Linked DNA regions of Mus musculus: regions 2, 3, 4 and 5 are each linked to region 1. Evidence: chromatin contacts called from public ChIA-PET and promoter capture Hi-C data. All regions are on one chromosome and are shown on one strand. The core of a region is the stretch at or near the end of the contact, and the rest is flanking DNA. Distances in the headings are between cores, read along the strand shown.

Region 1 (2,847 bases), core at 161-2,660:
AGGAGGTGTCTGGGGACACAAGGGCGGGGCCAAGAGCAGGAAATGAGCTGGGAACCACCACCACCCTCCCTTCACTGCAGGCAACCAGAGAAGGGGGACAAAGAGGAAATGACAGATTGGGGTGGGGTGGAGTGGAGGGGGGCAGAATTGTGCCCCCTTTTTTTGTTAAGTTGCTCTGCGTGCTGAAAACAAGCTGGGCAGTGTAGTCGGGTCGGCACTGATCAATTTCAGAACAAATTAAGGCCTGGTTCTGAGTGGTGACTGCATGTCCTACACAGTGATGAGCTCCCAGGCCCACTGCAGAGGGAGCTCCAGACTGGGTGCACACCCCTCTTTATTGTAGTTTCCACTCCCCACTTCAAACCAGGGCTGAAGCAGTCTGGTTCACTTTTCCCGCATTCCCGGTGCAGTCTACCATCAACGGGTTTCTTCTTTGCAAGCAATTTAAAGAAGAGTGTCACTCCTCCCTGCTGCCCCCACTCCTGTGGCCCAGCAAAGGTGCAGAAGGGCTAGGTCCTTGTCCCTTGGTGCTGTTCTCCAGTTAGAATGCCTTCCTCTCCCCTCCGCAAGTTCTATCCTCAGACTCGCTGGGCCCTTTCTTACCTGTATCTCCACTTAGTGTTCCACCAACTATCCCTTCAGCCATTCTTCTGGCATCCGACCTCCATTCCCTCCACCCTGTCCCCAGTCTCCATTCTCTCATCTGATTCATCCACCTCTCCAGATTTTCCAAATCTCATCCCCCACCCCACCCCGGGACACATTCCCTCGGCATTCCCATCCTCGAGTTCTCAGCTACCCGGTCCCTAACTACCGCAGAAGGGCACCTCTCCATCTTCTTCTCTGAGCCACATTTCCTGTCTTGCCTTTGCCTAGATCTCAGGTGTGGTGATCCTGGGCCACTGCCCGTTCCCTAAGAGCTCATTCTGCCCAACGGAGAAGACAAGGTTGGCGTCTGCATGGCAATCCAGCCACCCAGCTGCCCCGTTCCAATTGACCTCCTTACCTTCCTGGCCCGAGTGCTGTAGATGCTCACGTAGGTCACACCCAAACACCCGTTCCTTAGAGCTGCCCTTCTTCTTTCCTTTCTGCCGAGACTTCATGACCAGGGCCCCCCGGGATCTCTGTCCCCCAAGACCTTTGACCTACCAGTCCCCCATGGAATCCCAGTCAGTAGTTGGGCTTGGCCCAGCCCCAGGGGGGGCAGGGCTCCAAACTGGAGGTGGAGGGTGGCCTGGGCAAGGGACAGCAGCGCTTGCCTCTGGGGGGCCCCTGGGGCCACACGGAAGTAGATATGGAAGAGGAAGCTACCAGAACCCTGGCATGAAGCTGTGTCTCGTGGCCAAGCTGAGCGCTAGCCCTTCTCGTCCTGTGCAGCTCGAGGGGGAGCAGGAAGCTGTGCAGCTCCTCAAACCCGCTTCCTGTTAGAGCATCTTTGCAACCACAGGCCTCGGGTGGGGGAGGTAGCTGGCATTCACATCCTCATCATTGCTGGGACTCCATTCATTGGTCACAGCAGAAGGTGATGTCAGAATCTCGGGGTGGAGTAAGGGTGCCTGGGGTGTGAGCAGGTGGCTGCCATTTCTAGAGACCGAAATCTCTAGGTGGGACAGAGACCCGAGGCTTTGCCTGTGAGCACGGCAGGAAAGGACCACGAAGAACATACCCAGGGTGGGGGATTCTTTGATGACCCTGCCATCTTGGTCAGGTCACATTACTTCACTGAGCCTCCAGTCGCTGTACATTTGAAAATGAGGACACAGACCAGGTGACTTTGAGTTTCAGTTTCTTTGTCTGTCAAAGGGTACACGGCTGACCACCCCACACAGCTGCTGGAAGTTTCCAGTACAGTCAGATTAGAACCACTTTAGAAACTAAGGCACTGGCTTCCCCAAAAGGAGGTTATGTCCACACGGCCCTACCTGAGGGCTCTCAGAAATGGTTACAATGTCTTTTGAAAGCCACTTGCTCCTTTCTTAGCTGTATCTGGGCCCTTTCCCTGGGAGGGAATCACATAGAGACTCAGTCCATAGCACTTGTGACTTACCCAGTTCAAGGGGCAAGACAGGAATCAGACAAAAAAAGGTTTTATCTGTTTATTTAAAAACAGAATATCATTTTATGTACAAATATACATATATTTACATGAAATATACATACTAAGACCCCAGATCCTTGGGGTCCATAAGTCCTGGGCTGCTTGGGAATGAAATGAGAGTTTCTCCTTTAGACCAGCAGATTTCAGGCCACACAAGGGTTGGATACTAAATCCCAGTATTCTGACTGCGTAAGTTTGGGCAGGCTAAAGAAAAACAAACATCTTACCCCAGGCTCCACACATACAAAGTGCCAGAGAGCCCCGGATTAATGACTCAGAAACCCCTGGGGAAGGGCCTGTTCTCACCCTCACCCACAACACCCCTTTCTCTTCACCTGAACTTCCACCTTCCCCGCGACCTACCCTCTGCCCTCAACACAACTGAACCAGGAGTCCTTGACAACAAGTCCCAACGCCGTGAAGGTACAAACCACTGTAGACACAGCGAGGACAAGATTCGAGGGGCCATGGGAGCCAAGCCCCCCCATCCCTAGTCTCTTATCCAGTGTTCAGACCTCATACCCCAGGTTCCAGACTCCTCCAGCTGTCAGCCCCCTCCCCAGAACCTCTGTGGGTGAAGGCATCCTAGGAAGAGAACTTTCCAGAACCACAGGCACTAATCCCTGCCGTGGTCTGCTAGACAGTTTGGTTGAATGCCTATGTGGCCTGGCCTGGCTTAAACAAGCCCAGTAAAGAACATGCACACACATCAATAAAGTTTCTTCTTTCTTTCTTTCTCTGCTTTTAAA
Region 2 (2,847 bases), core at 155-2,654, 460 kb after region 1:
GAGGTTGTAAGAGAACAGGGGAAATTGTTAGTTTTTCAAAAGCTTTTTTTGTCCTGTCTAATAGAAGGTCTGTTGTGCAGTTTAGTGAAAGCCTAATCTAAACACAATTCATTTATTTAACTTGTCTTAGGGCTGTCTCGATTTCTCTTCCTCTTCTGAAGCTGTTGGGTCTTTCTACCACATCAGCTGCAAGACTTACTGCCTCACTGCCTTCCCCCACACCCATATTCAACCAGCTCAGGACTCCCTGGGGCCATCTGCACAAAAACATACACTTCTTACATAATGGAAAAGTTATTCTAACTGCTTACACTAGACATAGAAAACCGTACTCTCCTATGCCCATATGGCCCACCTGCCTATCCTGATCTGTTTTGTCATAACTGACTGGTCATGCAGCCCCACCCCCTCTCTGTCTTTGAGACCCACATTTCTGATGACACTCCTCCCTGTGTGGGACCTGGGTGTGGGTGGTGTGACAAGGGAAAGTAGAAGAGTAGGATCTCCATGCAAGGAGACACAGGGCCCACAACTGAGCAAAGAGTTGGAGTTCGGGACTGTGGCTCCCATAGGTCCACACGGAGGTGAAGAGAGATGACATGGCTTCTATATTCATTGCCCATGTTCCCCAGTCTCTTCCAGGTACTCAAAGACTGGATACTTCCTGTCTCCAAGTCCTCAGAGTCAGTGCTTCGAGCTTTGGCAGGGAACCCAATGGTTGGACTTCTTGCTGGGGTCTCTGGGAATTGATTTTCTTTTTCTTTTTGCTCTTTCCCATGGTTCTAACTCTGCCTTGTATGCAGAGTTCCACAAAGGCTGAACAGCCTGTATCATTCTGCAAGGCTCAACAGTTCTGCAAGCCTGTGTCGTTCTGCAGAAACAAAGCTAAGACACAGGTCAGGAGAAACTTGGGTACAACTTTGAGTGGAGTTTGCTTGGGCAGAGCCAATAGAGACAAATTTGACAGCTACCCTTATCAATCTGTCCTCTCTCTCTCCTGCTGTATTAGAATCACTGGGCACAGGTAAAGAGTGGAGTGGAAGGAGCAGGACACCTCCACATCACATCCTTCACACCCCCGTGGTTTTCTTCCATTAATTTCCGGCCTCCTACCTCCAGCGAGCTGGACTGTTGTGGGGTTGACTTCTCTCTGGTGTAGTCTGAAGACCAACTGAACACCAATCATTTTGAAAAGTCCCCAAGCTCAACAAGAAAAAGAAAAAAATTAACAATTGAGAGCCCTAGCATTTAATCTACACCCTGAGGGATGAAGGATGGCATCAGAAGCAACCTGTGTGAACCTGAGTGACAAGAGCCAATTGGAGACTTGGCCACAGGTGTGTGGAGGCGAGACAGTTAGGTTTATTTCCTCTTTTCTAATTTGAGAGGTTTCATGTTGAAGAAAATCAGTATGTTGGGGTTGCAGGAGGTATAAACCCAGTCACCATGAAGCTGAGCTGCACGCTCACACAGTGGGCCCTTTATGTCTGCCCTGCTGTGCTCCTGGCAACCCAGATGTTACTGGGTAAGTAAAGTGTTTGAATGCTGGTGTGGAGATGAGATACGCCAAATCTTGAGGAAATCCTCAAAGGTAAGAAGAATGGACTAGTTCTGACTTTGCAAAGAATTACTGCTCAGGCGGGACAAGGACAGATAGAAGACAAGTCAGACGTGAAGGACTGAATGGCTCTTTCTAAATATAAAAAGTCTAATAGTTTCCATCCTAAAAGTCCCTTCTGACTATGAAGCCTTTGCCAACTGCAAATCTTAGCTCTTACTTTTCTAATACAACTGTCTTGGAAGGGCAGTGCGGGCTTGCAGGCTCCACCTCCTTCCCTGCTTGCAGCGTGGCCTCCACTGGAGTCTGGATTACGTAGGGTACAGTGACCTCTGCTCTAACCAGGTCCCTGTACACTTTTCGGTTCTTACCGTGATGGGTTTCTTTGTTTTGTCTAGCCCTACTGGCTGCTTATTCTCTCTTGCAGCCTCTGTTTTCCTGACTGTCACTGTCATTTACTCTGTTTACTGCTGGGATGTCCTTTGGTCCTTCAGTAGCTTTTCTTTGCCTTCCATAAACTCCAGTGTGCTCTAAAGTTAAATCTTTTCCCTCCCTCCCTCCCTCCCTCCCTCCCTCCCTCCCTCCCTCCCTCCCTCCCTCCCTCCCTCCCTCCCTCCAGTTTGCATGTATGTGTATGTTTTTTCTGAACAGTTGTATATTTTAGAGCCTCGGGCACATTTCCAGCTCTAATTCTGCTTTTGACCTTCACATTTGAATATTAACCTTTACACAGGCATTTTGACCCATGTGTGTGTGTGTGTGTGTGTGTGTGTGTGTGTGTGTGTGTGTGTGTCCATGTACCTGGTACCAACACAACATGACCAGAGATGAGTTCACACATTCTTGCATCCTCACTTCTTTTCATTTACTTTTTATCTGATCTCAGCTCACTGCACTAGCCCTCTGCTGGAAACCCAACTCTTCCTTTGTCATTCTCTGCATCATCATCATTGACAAATGTCACCTCCTAACTTGCTTTCTCAACCAGTTCCTTCTCTGGACCACTACAAATGTTTTCTTAGGACTGAGCTGGGCAATGGCTTCCTTGCCAACCCTGTCTCAGCCTCGTCTCACAGGATGAATTCTCTCTACATCCGGAGTGACTTCTAAAACTCCAGCTCTTGTTGTGGCACATAAAACCCCAAACCTGGTACCCACTAAACCCCCTCAGCCTCTTTGGCATACCCAAAGCCTTCCCACTTCCACTCTCACAAAACTCAATGAGCCTGCATTTCCATTCACAGCCCAGATTCCTATCTGCCTCCGAGATTTGCTTATATTGTTAGCTC
Region 3 (2,847 bases), core at 134-2,633, 290 kb before region 1:
AGAAGCTAGAAAGAACCCAGATGTCCCTCAACAGAGGAATGGATACAGAAAATGTGGCACATTTACACAATGGAGTACTACTCAGCTATTAAAAAGAATGAATTTATGAAATTCCTAGCCAAATGGATGGACCTGGAGGGCATCATCCTGAGTGAGGTAACTCAATCACAAAGGAACTCACACAATATGTACTCACTGATAAGTGGATATTAGCCCAGAAACTTAGGATACCCAAGATATAAGATACAATTTGCTAAACACATGAAACTCAAGAAGAACGAAGAACAAAGTGTGGACACTTTGCCCCTTCTTAGAATTGGGAACAAAACACCCATGGAAGGAGTTACAGAGACAATGTTTGGAGCTGTGACGAAAGGATGGACCATCTAGAGACTGCCATATCCCGGGATCCATCCCATAATCAGCTTCCAAATGCTGACACCATTGCACACACTAGCAAGATTTTGCTGAAAGGACCCAGATAGAGCTGTCTCTTGTGAGTCTATGCCGGGGCCTAGCAAACACAGAAGTGGATACTCACAGTCAGCTATTGGATGGATCATAGGACCCCCAATGGAGGAGCTAGAGAAAGTACCCAAGGAGCTAAAGGCATCTGCAACCCTATAGGTGGAACAACATTATGAACTAACCAGTACCCCTGAGCTCTTGACTCTAGCTGCATATGTATCAAAAGATGGCCTAGTCGGCCATCACTGGAAAGAGAGGCCCATTGGACTTGCAAACTTTATATGCCCCAGTACAGGGGAACACCAGGGCCAAAAAAATGGGAATGGGTGGGTAGGGAAGTGGGGGGGAGGGTATGGGGGACTTTTGGGATAGCATTGGAAATGTATTTGAGGAAAATACGTAATAAAAAATATATTAAAAAAAAACGGAGCTCCTTTTAGCAGAGAGCTTCCTCTTACTAAAAATTCCTTCACAGAGCACCAGGCATGAGGTATATGTAGTACAAGGGTCCTACTTCCCCACCTCCCCAGGTCCCGTTTCTCTTGTCCTCCTGGGAAAAGAGATGGGGCCTCGTTTTCCAGAGCTGAGGAACACGTCCCAGCCTTCCCCCCAGTCCCGCTGCGAGCATGGTAGCACCCAGCCCAGGAGCATGCTCATTTCCAGGGTTGAGCTACATCCCACCTCCCCTTTCCCAGCTGGCCATGCCTTCAGTGCACAGCCGGACACTTGGAGGAAGCTACCTTGAAATCCAGTTCCCAAGGGCAGCAGTAGCAGTTCCAGGACCAGACACCATCCCTGTTTTATGAAGCACATAATACTTAGAGAAGCTTCCCCAGAACACTGGAGACAACTGTAAGAGAAGTCAGGGCGCCTGCCCTTCAATCAGGAAGCAAAACCCAAAACCGGAAGTCGTATGAGGTTTTTCTGTTTTTTCTCTATTTCACGAATTACCATACACAACAGGAAAGCAGACCACTACCATCACACCACATGGAATGAGATTTCAAATTCTCCTACCCACTAGAGATCAACAAGAAAAATAGCTTGGCTTAAAAGAATGGATTTTTCAGCAGTGCACTTTGAGCACTGAGGCCGAATCTGCTGTTGCCTGTGGGGAGTAAGGAGAGGCTGTGACTGGGCAGAGACCACCAGCGTCGCAGAGGGGAGTTGACTATCTCCAGCCACCTCCAGCAACGCCCATCTGTCCGTTCACATGGCCCTCTGCCCTGTTCCGCATGCAGCCTGCTTCTACAGGAGGAGACACCAAGTCAACTCACTACCTGACATTGGGAATCATGTCTTATGCTCCTGATCACACGAGAGGTCTATGAGATAGCTACAGCAGGTATCAATTCTTGTACCTTATTGAAACTCAGAGTCAGGTTTGCCTAAGTCATGTGTCAGTTATGGTGAACTTTCCCATTTATTCTCCACATGCAGAAAGATGTTAAGATTATGAGTCTCACCAGAATCTTCTAGAAATCAGGTCTGGCCAGCCTCCGGCCCTTTTCTTATGCCTTTCTGCACTGTGCCTGCTGTTTTCTCTGCCCAGCATGGCAGACAGCAAAGCTTTGAACTAGAAGAGAAGATACGGCAGGAGCAAATGAGCAAGGTTTTATGGTGGATTTAGGCAGAGACAGTTTTAGATTACACATTAAAAAGGAACTGAGAAGAGGAGGTAGGGCAAAATGAGAGGACCAGCAGGATGCGGAAATAGGCGTGGTCCAGCCCCATAGTATCTCAAAAACCAACTCCCCACCCATCTTAGCAGAGTCTTCCTAGAAGCAGGAGAAAGAGGACAGGGTTGCAAAAATACGCAAAGAGCAGGTGTGGAGAACCAGCTGCAGCACTTCCAAACATACAGCACGGTGCTCAGGCTGTAGACGTGTCTTGGTAGTTAACAACACTTGTTCTTGGAGGTCACCCAGGTTTGATTGATTCCCAGTATCTATATGGAGGCTCAGAACCATGTGTAACTGTAGTTCCAGGGGATCTGCCACCCTCTTCTTACCTCTTCTCACGGAGAGTAGGAATGCACATGACATACATATGTACATGCATACAAAACAGCCATACACATAAAAATAAATAAACCTAAAAAAAAAATACAGTTCTCAACATGGGCGTGGTGGTGGTGCACCCCTTTCATGCCAGCACTTGAGGCAGAGGCAGAAAGGCAAAGGCAGAGATGGTCTCTGATCCAATGTGTCTCACACCCTAGAGTTGATTCTCAAGTTCCCTGAGAAGATCTGTCGTTTTTTGGCTAGCCTAAGAATCTAAGGCAGAATGGAAGAGCATAGCTAATGAAGGTTTGAAATCGTCCCCTTTCTCCTATGTATGGTTTGCAAGAGATCCCAATGGAGGTAGACAATGAAGTAG
Region 4 (2,847 bases), core at 174-2,673, 260 kb before region 1:
AAGAGAATACGACAGAATAGGATCTTACGGAGAAGACAGAGTGCTGGCCAGGACTGCTGTTTTGAGGTTAGTTCTCAAGGGCAGGTCTCTCTCTCTCTCTCTCTCTCTCTCTCTCTCTCTCTCTCTTCTCTCTCTGTCTGCTCTCTCTCGATTTATTTATTTATTTTATGTATGTGAGTACACCATAGCTGTCTTCAGCCGCACCAGAAGAGAGCATCAGAACTCATTACAGATGGTTGTGAGTCACCATGTGGTTGCTGGGAATTGAACTCAGGACCTCTGGAAGAGCAGCCAGTGCTCTTAACCGATGAGCCATGTCTCCAGCCCCAGGTTTTCCTTTCTTACTCTTTCTTTTTCAATCTCTGTCCACGGAATCCTTAGGGGACACCTCAGGACTTTTCAGTGACCTAATTTGACTTCATCTGGGCCTCTTTCCCTTTCATAATTCTCTCCATATTACACAAAAGATCTTGGTCTGGTCATTTACAGGAACAAGGAAAGCTATGAGCTGAGTGACCCAAACCCCTTCTGGGTCAATTTATATGATTAGGCTCTTCCACCTCTCCATTCTGTTTGGCAAGAATTTCAGGAATCAAAATTACAATGTTTTCTAATAACTATTATTTCTATCATTGCCCACATCTGTATAATGTGTTACAAAAGCAAGCAATACTCATTAATGTCTATGATAGGATATAGTATGACAGGAATTGTTGTCACTGATGTGGGTTATTGTCCTGGCTTTGCTAAGGAAATGTTTGCTAATAGGATGTACTTAGAAAAAAATACACCTCTGGCTCTTAATTGAACTAGGTCAAGATGAACAAATAACTGTCTATGAGCCATGTTGGAAAGATATATAGGCAGGCTTTTGAAAGATGGTAGATAACACACAGGCGTGACCTGATGAATCTCTGGAAAATACACTGAGCAAAGTTGGTAAAAGTCATCAGAAGAGGTGGGAAATAGTTAAAAAAAAACCGAAAAACCAAAAAAACAAAAAACACCTCTCCACTTTGATAAAAGTTGAACAGAGGAAATCCCAGTCTGTCCCAGATAGACTGGAGGGTTTATGGAGCCTTTGAGGAGAGAAAGAGGAGAGAAGGGAGGGAGAGAGAGAGAGAGAGAGGAGAGAAGGGAGAGAGAGAGAGAGAGAGAGAGAGAGAGAGAGAGAGAGAGAGAGAGAGCGAGAGAGCAGGAGAACCTACACTATACTCTCAGTAACGGGCATCTTTGTTTTCTATTCTTTTTTTAAAGAGATTGTTCGTTGACAGTTTCCTCACAAATATGGTGAGTTTTAGTCACTTTCACACCTGTTACTCTCCCATCCATCCTCCTCTGATTGGACTCTGCTCCCTAACAGTCATACCTGGCTTCACATCGCTTGGCGTGTGTGTGTGTGTGTGTGTGTGTGTGATCCACAGAATCTAATTATGGTTACCTACATGAGCACTAGTGGGCGGTTATTAGAGCATCTGCTATTTGTTGGTGGTAACAACATCAAAGACCACGACACTCCTTCCCCCAGAAACCGTTAACTGCCAATAGTCCCTTGGGGAGGGGAGGGCTCCATGAGCCTCACTCCTACCCATGATGAAATGTTGAAGGCCCAAGCCTGGCAGAGCTTCTGCAGCAAACCATGAAATGTGTCATGATGGGAAGATGTCATTTCACAGCACACCTCCTTGTCTCCTAGCTCCTACATTCTTTCCACCCCTTCTTCCACAGTGTTTCCTGAGCCCTGATACAGACGCCTTGCTTAAAGCTGAGTACTCCATCACTGATTCTCCGGACTTTGACCAGGTATGAGTCTCTGAACTAACCACTGCCCACAGTGGCATCTCTGAGCAAGGCTGAAAGTAGTGCTAACTTGTGGGTATAAACATGAGTGCTTAGAAGGCAATTTAACAGTATGTCCATTTAGCAAAGCAACAGTAACGGGTTCCCCCTGAGAGGTCCTGAAGCACCCAGCCACAGGTTCTGGACTAAGTTTATAGTATCAAACATGGGTTCTTTCTGGCTGGCCTCAAATCCAATCAGAAAGTAACTGGCTATTCCGACATAATCACACCACTATGGTACCAATGGGGACATGGTGTCAGGTAGGTCAGGATTGTACCTTCAAAGGTAAGACTATTCGTGACTCTTCTCCCCCAGCGGCCTGCATAGCGCCTTGCAGAGCTGTGAAAGCTAGCCAGCAGGGAGGAGACCTCCAGTTCAGTTCCAGCTTGATTTCTCTGTGTTCTGTATCCAAAGTATGTGCTTGGTCTCTTTAGCAATGGGGTCTTACCATCAAATTCTGGTGGGCAACCAAGAGCAGTGGTGATAGCCTGTCCTGTTTTGGGAGCCTCTGGGCCTCCCTGAACCTCCCTGACAGACAACTGGCAAGATGTTGTCCACCTGACATTGGTATTTCCATTCAATTCTGGCCACCCATACAGGGTAACCTTGTTTAAATTCTAATTATTACATTTTAAATACATTTATGAAATACTAAGTTTCCAATCTTTCCTTTTGGTTTTCCCCCATCTGCCACTCCCTTCCACCACCACCACCACCATACCCACCACCCCCATTTAGACCATTCCAGCCCAGTCTCCCAGCTTCTACTTTCATATCACACTTGTGATTGAGATATTAAAAAAGGGGGGGGCGAAGGGAGGGAAGAAAGAGAGATACCAATAAAACTAAAGACTCCAACTGAGTCAGAAGTTTGAGAGTCTAAGACCAGCCATAAAGTTCATTTTTAGGACATAGAAGCAAGCGCCACCTGACTATCAGCAAAATACCTTAGACTGTAGGGAAGAAATCTTGGACAGAACCCTGTGCAGTTTGGGGGACAAAGAT
Region 5 (2,847 bases), core at 178-2,677, 270 kb after region 1:
ACTTTTTAAAAATGCAATTAAATGTTAATGTTTGAGGTTTATTATATTCTACTGAGCATTACAAAATTTAATTTTTAATTTTCACATAGCTGCTAAAACCTTTTAAATTATGTTTGTGACACACTGCTGGAGACTGCTAGATTAGACCAAGGGATGGTAACCAAATCCACATTGCTACCTGCTTTTAGAAGGCCAAGGGGCAGAAAACGCCACTTTCTTTCTTTCTTTCTTTCTTTCTTTCCTCTCTCTCTCTCTCTCTCTCTCTCTCTCTCTCTCTCTCTCTCTCTCTCTCTCTCTCTCTCTCTCTCTCTCTTTTTCTTTCTTTCTTTGAGGCTGGGTTCCACCCTTCTGTCCCTGCCTCCCTGGCAAGAACGTTTTTTATTTGTAAAAATAGACCATTTGTAAAAATATTTGTAGACATAAAACAACCATTTGTGTTGCTTTGACAGAAGGTAGTTGGCCAAGGTGGCACACACCTGTAAGCCTCACGCTTAGCAGAGGAAGGTAGGAGGGTTGTGACTTTGTGGTCCAGTCTGGGATAGGTAGGTAGTAGCAAAACCTTACCTGTCTACCTACTCACACACATACACATAAACGAAGAAAAAGAACAACACTAAACTGGGAATACTAAAGAAGGAAAATATTTTCTCCAAAGGAACTCCAAAAATGTGTAGGCAATATTTTGTTTCTTTTCTTACTACAAGACTCTGGCTGGCCTGGAACTCTCTATGTAGACCAGGCTGGCCTCGAACCATCAGTGACTATTTTGTGTCCTTGTTTTCATTCTCTCTCTCTCTCTCTCTCTCTCTCTCTCTCTCTCTCTCTCTCTCTCTCTCTCTCTCTTTCTCTCTCTCTCTGTGTGTGTGTGGAGGGGGAGGGGTTCTCTTGAAGCTCAGGTTAGCCTTGGACTCAGTATGTAGCCCCAGAATGCCTTGAACACCCATCCTCCTGCCTCGGGGACCACTGGGGAGCATCTCTACCCCTATATTTTGAATTTTTCTGAAACAAATTAGTGCTAACTTTCATATAAATAGATATGACTTTGTCACTTGACTTACAAAGCCTAAACTGCTTACTCTGGCCTGTACAAATAAAATCACTGCTTCCTGGCTTACGGTCTACAGATTTAACCCAGATCCTCTTTGCTTGTTCCTGGGCCCTCCCACCCATGAGATGAAGCACCGCCTCAACCCAGTCAGAGTCTGATGGGAGCGGGCAGTCAAGGGCAGCATCTGGAACATAAACTCAAATGTAAAAGGGTGACGAGCAAGCGCTTACCTGGTTGGCACTGTAGTTAGTGGCCATGATCCAGTGCTGTTTACACTTGTTGCCTGGCAACTGCAGAAGGCCAGCCTTCTGGGAGTTACTCCCGGTCAGCAGGGGTTGGGCTACATTCTGTGGTTTACACTACCCTCTTCCTTTCTCTCTGAAACGTAGGTTCATTTTCATTTTAGAGTATAGAGGCCCAAACAAACATGAGAAAATGAACTGAGAAGTAGCCATGGATACCTTGAACACCCCGTCCTCCTGCCTCTGCTTCCAAAATCCCAGGACCACTGAGCAGGACCGCTGCATTTGCCTCAGTTACTATACTTTGCATGTGTCCAAAACAAATCAGGGATAACTGTCATGTAAATAGCTGTTTCCCCAACATAGTTAAGTCTGCTTCAGAATTTCCAGGTTGTCTTTGAATGACATCTTCAACTATTTAAACAAACTTTGAGACCCCCCAACCCCCGTGAGCTGAGTGTGTGAGACACTGTGGTATAATGAACTAAGCCTAACCCCTCATCCATCACACACTGTAGTGATGGCCTGCTTTGTACACTGAAGAATAAGGTGAATGAAATGTTCACAGTGGGAATTGGGCGCTGCCAAGATGCTGCTCACAGGATAACAAAGGCACACTGCTTAGGAAGCAACCAACTGGTTTGTTCCCAAAAGGAAATATATGTCTTATCCTTGGTCCTTAAGTGACTCCTGTCTCCTCCATCCCCCTACAGTCACAGGACCCAAGATATAGCTTCATAGTGTTGGTTAGGATATGGCAAATCAGAACGTAGGGTGGGAAACTGAGTAGGTACCAGGGCCTGAGCCTATTAGCTATAAAACCAAGGAACCCTGAGAGACTCATTGAAATTTCTGTTAAGTCCATCTACTCATCTATTGGGGTGTTAGAACTAAAGAGGGCTTGTCAGTTACAAAGTCTTAAGTTTTAAAAAAAGGAAAAAACCCAAGTTGTCCAAAGATACTTAAGAGCCAGATATGGCTGTGCACGCCTGTAATCCCAGTATCCAGGAAGTGGAGGCAGGAGGATCTCAAGTTCAAGACCAGCCTTGGCTATGTAGTAGGATCCTGTCTCCAAAAAACAGGGAAGGGACTCATGAGGCCCCCCCTCCTTCCTGGAGCTATGGAGGCGTTAACTGTTGCTGGGGGAGGGGCTCACAAGGCCCCGCCCTTTATGTTAATAGTTCTGGAGAGGGCAGGATCTTCTTTTCAGTGTTGTAACCAGCCACACTGGTAGGTGGTCCATGCTCCTGGGAATAACCTCCCACGTGTGCAAGCATCTCTGAGCTCAGACACACACACACACACACACACACACACACACACACACACTCAAACACGAAAGCATGGTGACGCCTCTAACCTCAGAACTTGGAGGAGTCAGACCTCTAAATGTGAGCCAACCAGGTTTACATAGTAAGTTCCAGGCCAGTCAGGGATGCATAGAAAGGCCTTATCTCAACAACCAAACAACAAGAACAAAAGTCCACGTGAAGTGAGAAGAGGGTATAGGGGGAAGCAGGTGGGGTCCACTGGGAGGGGGAGGGGCATAAGAGGGTG

Evidence for each region. Promoter capture Hi-C pulls out the DNA fragments that hold promoters and counts their contacts. ChIA-PET counts read pairs in DNA pulled down with a chosen protein or histone mark. Capture Hi-C pulls out chosen DNA fragments and counts their contacts.
Region 2: a contact with region 1 is called in a promoter capture Hi-C map of liver, with 3 times the contacts expected there. The contact joins the promoter of Fcrla here to the promoter of Arhgap30 in region 1. A contact is called at or near these places in 2 of 39 promoter capture datasets (liver and pre-B cells).
Region 3: an RNA polymerase II ChIA-PET map of effector CD8 T cells shows a contact between it and region 1, with 45 read pairs. The contact joins the promoter of Cd48 here to the promoter of Arhgap30 in region 1. A contact is called at or near these places in 2 of 39 promoter capture datasets (hippocampal neurons and pre-B cells) and 2 of 115 datasets of contacts at active chromatin or transcription factors (effector CD8 T cells and memory CD8 T cells).
Region 4: a promoter capture Hi-C map of hematopoietic stem and progenitor cells shows a contact between it and region 1. The contact joins the promoter of Slamf7 here to the promoter of Arhgap30 in region 1. A contact is called at or near these places in 3 of 39 promoter capture datasets (hematopoietic stem and progenitor cells, hippocampal neurons and pre-B cells) and 3 of 115 datasets of contacts at active chromatin or transcription factors (bone marrow-derived macrophages, effector CD8 T cells and memory CD8 T cells).
Region 5: a promoter capture Hi-C map of adipose tissue shows a contact between it and region 1. The contact joins the promoter of Cfap126 here to the promoter of Arhgap30 in region 1. A contact is called at or near these places in 21 of 39 promoter capture datasets (the 3T3-L1 cell line, 3T3-L1-derived adipocytes, the C10 cell line and 12 more), 1 of 15 datasets of contacts at CTCF or cohesin (stem cell-derived epiblast-like cells), 9 of 484 Hi-C or Micro-C datasets (the CH12 cell line, Th1 cells, double positive thymocytes and 4 more), 13 of 115 datasets of contacts at active chromatin or transcription factors (T-cell acute lymphoblastic leukemia, bone marrow-derived macrophages, embryonic hindbrain and 7 more) and 4 of 9 other capture datasets (adipose tissue, embryonic stem cells, liver and 1 more).

What each region holds. Positions count from the first base shown.
Region 1 is chr1:171,387,523-171,390,369 of GRCm38.p6, reverse strand. It overlaps Arhgap30 (Rho GTPase activating protein 30), which reads right to left and starts at 1,410. Exons shown (of 12, transcript NM_001005508.2): 1 at 1,007-1,410. The coding sequence starts at 1,103. Nectin4 (nectin cell adhesion molecule 4) reads right to left here. Exons shown (of 9, transcript NM_027893.3): 9 at 2,083-2,847.
Region 2 is chr1:170,926,140-170,928,986 of GRCm38.p6, reverse strand. It overlaps Fcrla (Fc receptor-like A), which reads left to right and starts at 1,404. Exons shown (of 5, transcript NM_145141.2): 1 at 1,404-1,525. The coding sequence starts at 1,447.
Region 3 is chr1:171,680,528-171,683,374 of GRCm38.p6, reverse strand. Cd48 (CD48 antigen) reads right to left here and starts at 1,383. Exons shown (of 4, transcript NM_007649.5): 1 at 1,209-1,383. The coding sequence starts at 1,281.
Region 4 is chr1:171,651,613-171,654,459 of GRCm38.p6, reverse strand. Slamf7 (SLAM family member 7) reads left to right here and starts at 1,423. Exons shown (of 8, transcript NM_144539.5): 1 at 1,423-1,803.
Region 5 is chr1:171,121,625-171,124,471 of GRCm38.p6, reverse strand. Cfap126 (cilia and flagella associated protein 126) reads right to left here and starts at 1,427. Exons shown (of 5, transcript NM_001379426.1): 1 at 1,279-1,427. The coding sequence starts at 1,305.